Linked DNA regions of Ovis aries: region 2 is linked to region 1. The links are chromatin contacts, called in public Hi-C maps. All regions are on one chromosome and are shown on one strand. The core of a region is the stretch at or near the end of the contact, and the rest is flanking DNA. Distances in the headings are between cores, read along the strand shown. Region 1 holds the start of LOC114114038 (a long non-coding RNA gene). Region 2 holds the start of SINHCAF (SIN3-HDAC complex associated factor).

Evidence for each region. Hi-C and Micro-C count contacts between places; a contact is called where the count stands out from the background.
Region 2: a Hi-C map of tail adipose tissue shows a contact between it and region 1, with 1.7 times the contacts expected there. The contact joins the promoter of SINHCAF here to the enhancer-like site in region 1. A contact is called at or near these places in 4 of 16 Hi-C or Micro-C datasets (blood, liver, muscle and 1 more).

What each region holds. Positions count from the first base shown.
Region 1 is chr3:184,134,649-184,142,309 of ARS-UI_Ramb_v3.0, forward strand. It overlaps LOC114114038 (a long non-coding RNA gene), which reads right to left and starts at 6,862. Exons shown (of 2, transcript XR_003588883.3): 1 at 6,748-6,862; 2 at 1-3,840. Within about 2 kb of position 3,338, at least 41 of the 54 cell types and tissues checked have an H3K27ac peak or open chromatin away from gene starts, as enhancers often do. A contact at or near this core is called in liver, muscle and tail adipose tissue, where this site is marked.
Region 2 is chr3:184,177,643-184,185,303 of ARS-UI_Ramb_v3.0, forward strand. It overlaps SINHCAF (SIN3-HDAC complex associated factor), which reads left to right and starts at 2,965. Exons shown (of 6, transcript XM_060413238.1): 1 at 2,965-3,133.

The DNA of each region.
Region 1 (7,661 bases), core at 2,088-4,587:
TATGATCCAGCCATTCTATTAAGAAGTAATTAATTACTGAAGAAATAAAATCATATGTCTACAAAAACACTTGCACATGAATGTTAATCACAGTTTCATTTGTAATAGCCCTAAACTGGAATCAACCATATAATCAACAAATGAGTGGATAAATAATTTGTGGTATATCCATACAATGAAATACTACTCAGAAATAAAAAGCAGTAAACTATTAATACATGCAACAACACAGATGCAAACAATTTTAAAAAAAAGAGCCATGCAAATAACCTGTAGGACAAAAGACAATCAGTTGCTGCTTGGAGAGGGGCCTGGAGGGAGGGGTTGACAGAAGCCCAAGGAGACTTTGGAGGTAACAGATATATTCATAATCTTAATTGCAGTGATAAGTTTCATGAATACATACTCATGTCAAAATTGCATACTTCAAGTATATGAAACTTGTTGAATGTCAATGACACCTCAAGGTTTTCTTAAAAATATATAACTGAAAAGTTGAGAATACACATATAATTAAAATGTGATTTTAAGCAAAGGAAAAACCCAATAACTTGATTTATCAATCATTCCCTTCTACCTCATTCTATAAGCTTCTTAGTTTCATCACTTGTTTATCCACAAGCACTGAAGGCATTGATGCCAAAGGCTAGAAGAGGTCAGGTAAATCTAGACAAACCCAACAAGCACTAGCATAAAGAATTGCAGGCATACAATTGCAGTCACAGTTATACATTCTTTCAAAAAAGACAACCTGCATTTTTGCTTCTAAGTTTCTACTTGGCATGTTGTCATTTCAGTTCAGTTGCTCAGTCGTGTCTGACTCTTTGCAAACCCATGAACCACAGCACGCCAGGCCTCCCTGTCCGTCACCAGCTCCCGGAGTCCACCCAAACCCATGTCCATTGAGTCAGTGATGCCATCCAATCATCTCATCCTCTGTCGTCTGCTTCTCCTCGTGCCCTCAATCTTTCCCAGCATCAGGGTCTTTTCAAATGAGTCAGCTCTTCGCATCATGTGCCCAAACTTTTGGAGTTTCAGCTTCAACATTAGTTCTTCCAATCAACATCCAGGACTGATCTCCTTTAGGATGGACTGGTTGGATCTCCTTGCAATCCAAGGGACTCTCAAGAGTCTTCTCCAACACCACAGTTCAAAAGCATCAATTCTTCGGCGCTCAGCTTTCTTTGTAGTCCAACTCTCACATCCATACATGACTACTGGAAAACCATAGCCTTGACTAGAGAGATCTTTGTTGACAAAGCAATGTCTCTGGCATGTGTCAGTCAGTTCAGTCGCTCAGTCGTGTCCGACTCTTTGCATGCTGTAGTGACTCTTTAATCTTCTTTCCTTAAAACCCTTGCAGGACTGTCCATTAATCCCAAATTACTGTATCATGATCCTACCCAAACTTAACCAAGCCCCTTTCCCCATGGAAAGTTCTGCCTTAGACCAATCTCCAAAACTTCAGTAAATATCCAGTCTCAACCCTTTGCCCTCTGACAGGTTACTAAGACTCTGCCAAGGTAAAGCTCTTCCTTACTGTGCAAGCAATAAACAGAAAGTTTTGATGATAATTCAGGAAGCCAGTGTTCAACATTATTGATTGTGTATTTCCTCTTCTGAGTTATTTTAGTAACCTTTTCCCGTTCATTTTTAATGTGCGGCTTTGACTTATAGTTTAAAAACATTTTGGAGCTATTCTTTGCTCTATATGATGTCAGAATTTTCTCACTTTCCTTTTAGGTTTGGGGATTTTCTGTTGCACAGAAATTTTAAGCTTTCAATTGTTTGAAATTATTAACCATTCCTTTAAAATAAATAAAGTGGTACAGCTTCTGGTGCCATACTGCCTCAGTTCAAATCTCTGCTGCTTACTAGCTGAAGACCCTTGTTTATCACTTAACTCTCTGGGAAACTGGTTTCCTCATCTGTCTCCCCACAGGAATGCAAGCTCCACAAAGGAAGCATTTTTGACTGTTTTGTTAATTGCCGTAGCTCTGGGAACAGTGCCTGACACACAGCGCTCAATAAATATTTATTAAATGAATTAATCTACAAAGCCAGAACAATAATCTTATTTACCTCATAAGGTTGTTATATGAATGAACTAATCCTTGTAAATTTTGGTCTAGAACAATGCCTGGCACACAGTAAGAGTGCAAGAAATGTCAGCTCCCCCATCCCCAATACCAGAATCCTGCCTCTGGGAAGTCTTACCTGAATACCCCTCTCCTCCATGCTCCTTTCTCTCTGTCCACTCCTGCAGGATTTGCATCACTGTTCCCCTTTAGCAGCACCCACATGTCACTTGGAGTTCTTAACCTTTGGGCAGCTGTAAGCCCCTCTGAGAATCCAAGGAGAGCTATAAATACTCCCCCTAGAAAAAAAACACCTATGCATAAGCTACTTTTCAGTACAATTTCAAGGAGCTCATAGAATCTAGATTCCTGAATTATGTAGACCTTAATGTCAAAACTCCATACTGCTTAGTAGCAACAAACCGTAACACGTCACAGGAAATTTCTCAGAGCAGATCTTAAGGGTCAGAGCACAAACTGAGCGAGAGCAGAGCTCCTCTGGGTTGCAAATTTCTTTCTCCTTTGGAAGAGATGAGGATTATTCCTTCCTGACTGTCCTTTCAGAGCTGACCCTTCACCCTAACCGGACAGGGAAAGGCTGTGGGGGCAAATTTCTTTCTCCTTTGGAAGAGATGAGGATTATTCCTTCCTGACTGTCCTTTCAGAGCTGACCCTTCACCCTAACCGGACAGGGAAAGGCTGTGGGGGACGAGGGGCCGGGAGGAAGGGGGTTCTTAGTGAAAGCAGGGGGCTTCAACAGATTCCAAGATGAGCCGTAAACTTCCTAAACTTCGGCCACCCAGTCTCCCGGTTGGTAGTCAACAAATTCTCACCAACGTAATGACCCGAGTTCCAGTCTTCTCAAGCAGTAAAGAGGGGTAAAACGAAGACTGTCTTACTGCCCTCTCGGGAAAAGAGGCAGACTGGGCAGTATGCAAGTGAAGAGCCCTGGACCCTACGACTACCCGCGTAACTTCTATCAATCTTGTAAACTTCCTAAGCCTCCGTTTTGCCCTAAGAATGGGAATTAGCAGAATGAACCTCGTACTTTGGTTGTGAGGTAACTAAACCACCGACACACTGTTTTGCACCTGGAAGCACCCAATAGTTATGAGCTGTTCTTTATTAATATTAAATAACAACTGGAAGGAAGGACGTTGCCTGCTTACCCACCTCGTGGGCCTGGAGTCGGCTCTGAGGCAGGAGAGCGGCGCGCACAGCGCTGGCCTGGGCGGGGCCTGGGCGGGGCCTGCGCAACCTCCCGGCCTCCCCCGACACAGGCCCGCCCACTTCTAGACTTTCGCCCCGCTTCCACGGAGGCGGCCCCTTACCTCGTCGGTGTTCTGGAACTCCCTAGACAGAAGTGCGCAGATCTTCGAGGGGTTCCCTGCCTCCCCCTCCTTTTAGCCAAGGGCTGAGACTTCCTCATCTACGGATGGTTCTGTCAGAGTAAAAAATTACTGGACTCCGAGAAAGATGAAGGCCAGCCTTTTATTTTGATTAGAAACAATCCCGGAGGGGAGAATGGATACATGTATATGTCAGGCTGAATTCCTTCGCTGTTCACCTGAAACTATCACAGCACTTTGTTAACCAGGTTATACCCCAATACAAAATACAAGTTTAAAAAGAAAGAAACAGTCCCAGAGGTGACGTGATTTGCCCAAAGTCGGCAACTTCCTGAAATTAGAAACCAATCGGAAGACTTCCATGTGGGTGTTCTTTCCGCTGTTATCAGGTTACCTCAGAGCCTTAGGATCTGCTTTTGAAAAGGAATGAAGAGGTCGGTTAGGGAAAGCCACTGAAGGAAAAAATACTCGGATTTGGTAACTGCTTATGGCAGGGGTTGAAAGAGTCGGGGGTGATACAGTATGTAATCGGCTTCCCCCCAAAAAACACAGTGTAAATAATTTTAGAATTGTTTTAGCTCATGAATTTTAGTCGAGTGCATCTTCGGGCGGGGAGGGGGGGAACCTAACCTGTTTTATTTACCCAGCCAAGTGCCTAATGCAGAGTACCTAGTAAACGTTTGCCATCTGAATGACCACGTGGCTGGGCGCGCCCCATCCACCATCGAGGTGCTGGAGGGTTTGTGGAGCCAAGCCCCACCTGGGAGGCACGTACGTCTGTCTTTTCCAATTTTTCTCAGTTATGGCTTTGCCCTGAATATTCTTTGTTCATAAATCCTTGGCTGCATCTCTTGATTATTTCCTTAGGATATTTTCCTCGATGTGGGATTACTGTGAAGGGTATGCACACATTTAAGGCTCTAGATTCAGAATCCCTCCAGCCGTGCAAGAATGAGTCAGCTTCCCAGCGAGCTGGTGTGCGGTAGACGACCAGTGAAATTAGGCACCTTCTGCCCCGAGAGGGGAAACCTAAGGGCAACCATTGTTTGGAGCAATTTGACCTGAAGATGTAAACATCTGAGCCTTCCTAGAGAGGCTCCCCCTGGGCCAGGGAGGGGAGCTCTGATTTATGCCTTTCCCTCTGCTACTTTCATTTCCTGATGAGTTAATATTTTAAAACTAATGAAAAACCAATATATGTGTCTTTAAGGACAGCAAGAGAAGGTAGAAGTGGGGAAACTATTTTAAGTTAAAGTCCTGGAGAAAGGGGAGGGGTGAGTGGTGAACTGTGAAACGTTTCCAGAAGATGAGAGGTAAGTCCTTGGGGGTCTGTTGCCAGTCTGGAGGGGCCCAAGGTGGGGTCTAGAGACTTTGTATGTGAAAGGCTGCTCTTTGGTTGTGGAACTTATGAGGACAGTGGTCCCCGAAGGACCTGGAAGGGGCTTTTAAAGCACTTTGGAGGCTCACAGTTAAATCTCCAGGGACAAAGGAAAGCGGTAAGGAAGTGGAGGGAGCCATGCAGCCCAGGCTGCTCTCAGAGTGCTGAGAAGGGAGCTTGTGGTTTTCCCAGAGAAGAGGCAACCAGGAGCCGGGGAGCTTTTCTTGGTTTATTAAACAGTGAGGACTTCCCACCCTGCTAGAGCCAGGAACCAGCCCCAGCTCTTTAGAGGTCCATCAGGTTCTTTTTCAAACCATACGGAGGAGGAGAACTATTTTACAAATGTTTACAGGCAGTTTTATTTACTAAACTAGCTCTCATTTACTCGCAACTAAATTTGTAGTCTTAATTGCCATCATTAGCATTTTTCTTGATAATAAACATACAAGATGTGTTTTATAGTTGATGGGGTTGTTTTTTTTTTAATTAGCTTTGTGGGGGAGTTTATTTTCTTGATTGCTTTAAATTTCCTATTAAAGTCTTAAATTTAACAATCAGCTTCTCACAGTTCAGCAATCTACGAATTTTTCTGTCACTTTAATTCTGAAAGAGCTTAGGCCAAATATGAACCAGCAGTTCTTAGAGGTTTAAATGAGTGATTTCAAAATCTTGTCACACTTCAAAATCACTTCGCTACTTTTAGAAAAAAAATTACAGTTGCCCCTGCCTCGTTTTTGAGAGACTAATTTTATAGGGTTGGGACATCCCCTGGAACTGGTTTTTGTTTTTTTTTAAGCCTCCTTGGTGATCTTTTAGGGAACTGATGCCTAAATGTTTATCTATTCTGTTTGTCTTTTAAAATAGGATTTTGAAATGGCAGCTTTAACTTCTAAAATATTAAATCAATTTGCATTTTTGGAGAACATTCCTTTTCACCTCTCTCCCCACTTGGCCCAGGCTTCAGCTCTCCAGGCTCTGCAGTCCTTGCTTGACACTTAAACTGCCCTGTGTTCTCTCTGGTTCCTATGACTCCTGGTTTTCCTTCCTGGCAGCATATTTGGGACTTTCTGTTGTTCACTGGCCTCTCTTCTTGTACTGTCTTTTGAAGCACTGTTGCTGCTTAAGGTATCCTGGAAACTCTAGTGGGCATATTATCCACTCCCACGATGGATCATTGATCAGCATTTGGGTGCTTACTGTTCTCTAATCTGCATCTCTCACTCTTTCTGTGGGAAGCCCTCCAGATGCCCACGTCAGCTGCCTAGAGAGCACCTACTCTCACAAAGCACCTCACACTCCCTGTTTTTCAAATATTGAGCTCCTCACCATGTTTGTCCCATGGTTTCATATCTCAGAGAAAGGCTCTCCCAAGTTTTTCAAGGAGAAACCTGGGGATACCAGAGACTCTGCTGAACTTGCATCCTACCAGGTGGCGACAGTCAGTCTCTCAGCCTCACAAATTCCAGCTCCTTCGAATCTCTAGACTCCATTTTGTCCCTTCAGTCACTCCTTAGATCAAAATTCCCCAATGGCCTGCCTCATTCTCCCCACAGTGTAATCAGTTTTAGTCCCCAGCTTTAAGTTTTCCATCCTCCCAGGATAAAGTTCACCTTCACAAACCTGGGTTAAAAGGTTACACACCCTCTGGGCCCTGCTGGTCTCTCTACCACACCTCTCCTCCCATGGAAGGCACTTTCCCCACAGCCACACTGAGTTACAGCTGCAGCACCCCCTACTGGCCACTCACCCCCCACCCCCCACCCCCCCTTCTAGTCAATTTCTCTTCACTGTTCAGGTCCCAGCCTAGACACTGACAGCCTTTGAGATGGCCTCCTGCTATTCACACCTTTGAGTGTGAGCTGGACTTCCTGATGTGATTCTGGAGAAGAGAAGATGGCCAAAGTAACAGGCTGCTCCTTTCAGGCACCCTCCCCCACCTTACCTGCTCTGTAGGAAGCTAGTTGCCCTGTTGAAATGCCCTGTGACGCAGGGGAGGGCTCCAGCCAACTGGACTGGAACTGACTCCTGTCAGTAACTGCAAGAGTGAGCTCAGAACTGGATTCTCCACCAGTTGAGCCTTCAGCTGAGAGGATGGCCTTGGCCAATGGCAGTAGTGCCCCACCTCCCCATAAAAGGCCTTCAGCCTGGGGGCACCTGGCTAAGCCACACCTGGATTCCTGACCCCAAGAAACTGAGATAATAAATGATAGGCCTTAAGCCTGGGGGCACCTGGCTAAGCCACACCTGGATTCCTGACCCCAAGAAACTGAGATAATAAACATAATAAACGTTTGTTGGTGAAGCAACTCTGCTTTTGTTAATTTATTACAGAGAAATAGATAACCAGTACCTCCTCTGGACCCCTGCCCTTCCTTCACACCAACTTCAGGGTCCTTCTGAGTTCCAGTTTCCACCTATCATGATCAGAACTTAGCCTTAGTAATAGAATTAAGATTTGTCCTGATCTCTGCCTCCAAACTGCAGACTATGGGGAAAAGTAGGATAGGAGGGAAGAAGGTCCCATTTCCTTCCAGAGACCCTGAATCCCACCCTGCTCCTACCACACCCTGGCACACCACAGCATCACAAAGAGCACATGCCCCAAGGAAGAGGCTCAGGTAGCAGAGCCACGCCTGCAGTCCCCACCTCCCGGCCAGTACACACTGGGCCCACAGGCCTTTGTGGGCACACTGCCCTCTCTGAGGAGGAGGGTAGAGAATGGAGTCTCTCTTTGCTCTTTTGCACACAGCCTCAGGCCATGCTTTTGCCAGGGATCTGAGTAGGGGGAGCTAAATGGCAGGTGGGGAAGGAGGGCCGCCCAGTTCCTCCAGCCAGCTTAACTGTCACACTGTTCCA
Region 2 (7,661 bases), core at 1,715-4,214, 43 kb after region 1:
TTTTTTTGTATTGAGCTATAGTTGATTTACAATATATTAATGTCAGGCGTACAACATAGCAATTCAATATTTTTGTAGATCATACTCTGCTTCAAGTTATTACGAACCAGTGGCTTACAATATATATTCTTTACATAAATTTTTAAGAGAAAAGGCATTGGAAGTACATATTTTTTACATGAATATACATTATATATATTAAACATATATATTAAAATATATAGATATATCCTACAAACAATAATTGAAGTTTGAAAAATATTACTATACTTGTAAGTTCCATACTTTCAGAAGCATACACTAATGTAAAATAACTTTTGGACTATCTGTCATAAACCAAATAAGTACTCGAGACAACCTGGGCCACATTTTAAAAATCTTTAAAAAGAAGAAAATAGAAGTGTATGCTTAAGAGTCCAATTTTCCATTAAAGTCCAGAAATGGTTATGAATCTTATTCTGCTTTACTTATTATGATTTAAGGATAGCCATCATATCAATCGAGGTGATCACCATAACTTCCAAGATCATTTTAGATAAAATAAAAAAATTTTAAACTAAAACTGTTTTTATATGAAATAAATCTGTAATAAATTTGAAAACATCCTTTGATTTATTATTTACAAGCAGTCTGTCATACCGTGCACTGTTTCAGGCACTAGGGTACAAAAAAGAATGTAACATAAAATTCTTGCCCTTAGGGAACTGACATTTTAGTGACAGGTGTCAGCTTTTTTCTCCTTTGTAGGTATTTAGCATAGAGTTTTTACAAACAGTTACAGAAATAGTATGCTGCAGAACCTAAAGAAAATGAAGAAACATTAGTTGAAGACTTCAGAAGTGGGTTTGTCTTGTTTGTACTAGGAATTGACTGTCACATTAAATTAGCATTTCAGAAGTAGCTATTTAAATCCATATTGTTGACACTACAGTGAAAGCAGTGAAACTAGTCAGCAGATGATTAAGTTTTATGGTTGATGTCCACACTTTTGTATCCTGGGACCAATATCAAGTTTCTGGGAAAAACATCCTTGCTCTCTCCCCATGTCCCTCTATTATTATTAAGTCAGGGTCTCAGCTTGTTGTTGGTGTTAAATGTGTTCTGGGAATAGAGATGTATCTCAATCATTCTTTCTGCATTTTTCACTTATCAATCTGAGAAGATTTACTTCAGCTTTTCCAGGTTTTTTCCTCTCTTGAGGCAAGAAGCATTTAGATTGTTTATTATATATTCCACAAGGGAAAGTCTGCATTTAACTGGCTACTTTTTCAATTCCCAAGACCATCAGTTAGTAGAATCAATATTATTTCTGGGTGAGTGGAACAACCTTTACTAGCAGCTAGAGGTGGTATGTACATTTCTAGCTAGATTACTGACTTCCCATTAACTAGTCTATTAGGAAAGCGACACTGTTCCCACGGAAATTAACAACCATTCAATTCAGGCTTGAAATCTTAAGGCTGAAGTGGAGAAAAAATTGGATTGTCATGGGTTGTGTTACTGTTTGAGGAGGGCAGACAGGAGTTAGTGAATGGATAGTGTCAAAATCGGACTTTACTAAATGACTCATTAAAACTGCAAGAAAGACGAACCTCTACTGGCTCCAGAAGATTAAAACAGGAAAAAGATTCAAAAACCTGTTTTCAAACAAAATTTAGCAAATGTGGGAAACATATAAATTCAGTCTGGATGCTTGCAAGACCACCTCCCCTATCGCTCAGGCCAGAAACCGGGCACAGGTATGAGAATTTTGCAAAAACAGCTTTCAAAACTATTTTCCAAAGCGAAACGGTGTGCCTGAAGAGCTTCGGAGTGGAAACCACTTCACGCAGTCTAGTATTCTCCCTGGGTTGCTAACCTCTCCGCCTTTCCCATCCCGCCACTCCCACTTGGCCGCTGCCTCAAGGCAGAGGGCGTTTGTTTACGTGACGTCAGCCATAGTAAGCAGCCCCCGCCCCCGTTTCCCTCTGGCCGCCGCGTTTCCCGCGCCACGGCACTTCTCCCCTTAAAAGGACAATAGAGGCCTCGGGAGCGCGCTCGGCCGCCGGGCCTTTTCCCCTCCCAGCCCTCGACGCGCGCGCGCCCGTATGCAAATAAGTTCGATTCAGGAGAATTTTGTACCGGGAGTCGCGCGTGCGCAGAGGGAAAGCGGAATCTACACCTTCCCCGCCAGCGGTAGCAACTGCAGAACTGCAGGAGACAATCTTTCTAGACAAGGCAGTTGAGGAGGAGGGAGCGATTTGGAGGGGGGGTTGACTTGGCGTGCACTTCGCCCCTCGGGAACGTTATTGCGCGTGGAACGGCTGCTTTTGGAAGGTGAGTAACTCGAACCATTACTGTGGTGCAAAACTGTCTCACGAGGCTTTGATTTCAGAGTGGTTTCTTTTCTCTTTTCACCTCACCTCACTACCTCCCCCAGTCCTTCTACAGACACACGCACACATTTATACACACAGGAAGTTTTGTCTTGGAGATGGCATTTCGGGGAGCGCTGTTTTCGTGATCTTCAGACCCCAGATTCTTTTGTATCTGCATGTTTAGTGTGCCCTTTTGAATTAGGGAGGTTATTTGAGGAAAAGCGAAAGTCTTGGGGTGGGGGAAGTGAACAGAGTCAGGAAAGGGGTGAGGAGTCGCCGGAGTTGAGGGATCCACGTTGAAGGTGACAATGACTTTTCGCAGCCGCAGTGTTCGCTGGCGAAAGGGAGCCCGGTGGCTTAAAGGCCCCAGAGAAAAGGACTTGCTGGTGTTTGCAGAGGGGCCCCGGGTCTGTGCAGCCGCGTGGGCGCGCGCCCGGGAGTGGCCGGGCGCCGTTGTTGGCCCTCGTGGTTTAGTTTCTTGCGGCCCCTCGCGCGTGTTGTCATGAGGGTGGACAATGAACGCCCGTCGCTCGGAAACTAAGTTGCCGCCTACTTGCGAGCTGGAGGGCGGAGGGGGTTTAAATCGGCCTTTCGGGTCGGTGCCGGCGTGGCCATAGTGCACGCGGGTGGCGTTGTCCGCCCAACTCCGGAGGGATGCGGATGCGACAATGAGCAACACGCGGCCGCTCGGAAGCGGCCCCGGCTCTCAAACGCCTCTCCCCGGGCCGCGCCCAGACAGCGCGGGCGTCCGGGGTGTCGGTGGAGCCTCAAGTTTGGTTCGCAAATTTATTCACCTGTAGCGTATAAAGTGGGCGCCGCGGAGCTCTCTAGGGCGACGGTGCGCGCGGCTTAAGATGGCCAGTCGGAGCCGAGTTGACTCCGGGATGGAGGCAGCGGCGTTGTCTGCGCCTGAGGAGTGCGGGAACTCCGGAGGGCACTGCTTTTTGTGGGGAGCGTGACAGACCACGTGCTGGGGCTGCGACCCGGGTTTGGTCCGGGGTCCGACTGAGTGTCTGGCTCGCGGTTAGCCGGGAGATGCGAGCGCTGTCGGGGCTGGCCGGCCGGACAATGTGACTTGCTTGATGATGGCGTCTTGCCAGTTTAAAAAGCAGAGTGAAAGTCGCCAACTCTCGGCCGGTGCGGGGCGGGGGATCCGGGCGTTTCTCATCAAGGACATTGCAAAACTTTGATTAAATGGGCCTACTTCTTGGGGAGGACGGCGGGACCGTCCCCGGACTCCCGGGGCGCAGGGTCCGGACCCTTCCCCTGGGCGATCGTCAAGTGTCTCCCCCTGGGAAACAATCCCACGCCCCTGATGCTGCACGTAGGCAGCGCCCGGCTGGACAGAAAACAAAGAGCTGCATGTGCCGGTGCGGGCCCGGCCGACCCTGGAGGCGGCCGCCTTGCAGGCCGGGCCCTCCTAAGTTCGGGCGAGTTTCGGGAGGGGCTTTTGTCCCTCGGCCCCTCGCGGGGAAACTTTGGCGACGCTACTTGTGCGTGGTGCGGTGCCGGAGCGCGGCGGGGAGGCGGCGTGCTTCCTCGCGGCGGGCGGCCGAGGGGCAGCAGTCGGGGCTTGGCGCTGGAGCCGGGGCGCTGGGTGCCGCGACGGCCGAGGGCCCGGGAGAGAGCGGCCGCGAGGGCTCGGCCCGCTCGCCGGGGCCGGAGCCTGCGTCTGGGAGGTCTGTGGATCCGCCTTTGAAGTCGAACTGTTGCCATGTTTGAATTACGTCAGGGCAAAGCCATGAGGAGGAACAAGCCCCGGCAGCACGGCGTGCGGGAGGCGCGGCCTGCGGGAGGCGCCGGGCCGGCCGGGTGGGCGGGCGCGGGGCCCGTTGTTCCGGCGCAGGTGAGGGAGGCGGCGGAGAGGGAGGCGCTTCCCTCCCGCCGCCACCCCCTCCCCTGCGGGCAGCTCTCCACTGGAACTTTCCTCCCGACCCCAGCTGCTGTATTTACCCACGGGTCCGCCGGGGAGCTGTTCTGTTTGCTGCCTGGGTGTTTCTCTCTCGGCCGTCGCCGCGTGCCCGGGGGGAAGCGCAGCCTGGGGCCACCGCGGAGGACTGGGGTGGGACGGGGAGGCATTTTGCTGCTTTCGGGGAAACTGGCGAGCACCCCTTCCCCCCAGCCGAGCCGCGGCCCCCACGTTCAGGGGACCCAGCCCCGACGACACCCAAAAAGCAACCGCAGGGAACTTCGGGGCTCCCGTTGTCCTACAAAGGGAAGCGAGGACTGTGGGCGAACCGTGCGTGCAGCTCCGGTCTTTGTGTGTTTACGTGCGGGAGGGGGGCCGGCTGTGGCCAGGGCTGTTTTGGTTGGGGTGGTGCTATTTGAGGTGGTCGCGCGGTGCAGAGTTTGTTCTGGTAACTCTGACCCCTACTAGATTTCTTTGTTTTTATTTTCTCGCTCTAATCTTCGATTACTCCAGGCACCCGGAAGACCAAGAATTACTGTGTCACAGCCAGACATGAAATGCTAGACAGTTCTCCCCATCCGTCCTTCCCCACACTCCTCACTCATATTATCCTAAGGAAGGTTAAGAAAAGGTCCCCCTCCCCCCCCGCTTTTCTCCTAATAATTTTTTTAAAAAATGAATTTGACCTTGTCATTAAAAGTACTCAAAGCACCTGTTTTTAAACTGGAGTTTGTCACTCTTGAGCGTTTTCATAATTTATGTTACAAAGCCGAACACGTTTATTAGTTGCTCAATTTAAATAAACTTCTGGGACTGTTTCTGGTGGGCTATGGCATTTAAAGTATTTACGTAATGGTTTGGGCAAGGGGGAATCTTTTGGCCTAAAGGTGTGTTCAGCTCAGTGTTTCTGCGTTATCTTTGTACGACCTTGAAGAAGCTAGCACATAGGAGTTAGGCCTTTCTAGATTTTCTGTGGGGGCTGGGGAGGAAGCTGCCCAGGGGGATGATACAAGGTAACGGCTAGCTGTCTCTGCTAGCTCTTCCTAGTTCCTCTGACTGGGATTGACCTGCTGGTTACCCCTCTTAGATTTTCTTTTCAAGCTAACTTTTTTTTTTTTTTTTGGTATGTGGCCCCAGGCATAGCTCAGAAATTATGCTGGTTTGACACATGGATGCTTCTTTGGTATTTGGGGTTTGCTTGCAGTCTAGACATCCGATAAGCAGCACCGTGTCTGTTGTTTCTTTCCTTATTTCTCCTGTATTTTGATCATGTTTAAGGGTTAGAATCCAAAAGTGGCCTTTACTGAAAAATAAAAATATCCTTTGAGGGCCACGCCCACACATACCAGAATATCCATACAAATTGAAACCAGTTTTGTGCTTTCATTGTTTTGCTATTCAATACACTCTTTTCCCCCAAGTTTTGGTTGACCGAATGACAAATACCTACATGCTGCCAATATTAGTACATTTCTGAAATGGATAGAAAGATCTTGTCAAGAGAATGAGAAACTTCAGATTTAATAACCTTATGGCTTTCCTTTGGGGAGTTATTTCTCTGGGTCAGGTATTTATTAATAAAACGCATATGAGGACCTTTGCCAATACACTGAGATTCTTTAATTTGTTTTCTTAATTAGTATTTCATAGCCGAGTTACAGCTAGATTTCAATGTTCTGAGAAATTTCAAATGTATCTAGAGTTTAAGGCTTTTGTTTTAAATATCATGATATGTGCAGCAGAGATTTGGTTTATCAAGGTAAATGAGTTGAGAGTGGGAAAGACACAGACAAGGTCTCTGCTGCCTTCTCGTTTTGCATTACTTTTGCAAGAGATTGGAGATAAAAAGTTCAATACATAGTATATTCTAGAATCTTGGGTGGGCCTCAAGACTGCTATTGCACAGTACTATTCTGTATATCTGGAACCTGAATGATCAGTTTTTTCTCCAGAGTTGGCAGGCAGACCTTGGGAAAACCTGGCTCATAAGCTCACAGTCAGGCAGATTTATGTCACAAAAGCACTTTGAGAATGATTTTCCATGTAAAATAAGTTTCTCACTGGGAAAAACTTAAAGCTAATTTGAAATGTAGACCAACGTCATAAGCTGTTGCAAGGACAAATTAATTTACCGTGCTAGGCACTTACTGGTTGCTTTAAAAGTATTACATTTTCTTTTTTTTTCCCTAAGCAGTGCTAGGCATATAATTGGCTAGGAAGGAGGGAAGAATATTTGTTGAGACACTAGGTTAGTGTTCAGAAGTCTATGGGGTTGAAAAGATGTGATCCAAAGACGCTTGGTTTCCAAAGACATGATCATCTTAAGCAAGTCACTTTGTAGTCAAATTTTGTCATTTGCAAAATAGCAATAATCATACCTGGTTCTCGGGGGTGTAAATAAGTAAATCATGTGCTTGGTAATACCTGTTGTCCTCACAACTTTGGAAAGTAGATATTTTGCAGAAGACAAAGCAGATTTGGATCAGTTTCCTTGCTGGAATACATAATTTAGTAAATGAGAAGTGGAAAGAATAATTGTTTTTGGCCCCATTCCCCACCTTCAGAAACTGTTTCTGGGAAGACACTGCCTTAAACTCCTGGTTGCCGATCTAATTCTGATTCAACCAGGTAACATCAGAAATTCCAGTGGAAATCTAGAAAATACCATCTTCTTTCTGATTTGTCTACAAGAGTGTCCTGTTATAAACTGAAAATATTTTGTTATCTTTTGGTTCTCCAGTTTCTCTTTTTCAGTTTCCCTTTTAATTGAATTTGCAACTGAGTGGTTTTCTGTATTATGGAAATGCAGCTAATCCAAAAGAAGGGAGTTTATTTTCAAGGGAGAGTTTTCTTTTTGTACTAGAAATATAGAAGTCACAGACACATTTGCTATTACATATTCAAGTACAAAAGTTGCAGTTTAACTAAAATAATTTTTTTAGCTTCATATTTAGTTGTTACCACCTACTATAAGTTTGATTTGGCTTAATGTTATTTTAATTTGGTTGATGTTAATGTATGCTGAGTTTAAATAGCTCTCTTTTTGAGATCCATTTCTACACACATTGTTCTCTTAATCCTCCTTTCCTCTACACATGCCTGCTTGAAATCGGGAAATATTTTTTCTACCAATTGTTACGAAAATGTTGACTTGTTTGCTATTAGTCTTTTCTAATTAAAGTCATTCATTTGGTTTACATTTCTTGGAAATCTTTAAAGCCCACTTTTTTTGTGTGTGGGGGTGCAAAAGTCTAGAAGCTAAATGTTAAAGAAAAATGACATTGTTTAAAACATCAGTTTTTTTTTTTTTTAATGCACGTCTTTATTGTGGATACCATTCCTACTTCATGCCCTTAAAAACACTGTTCGACTCCATTCTGTCTACCCCACACTTC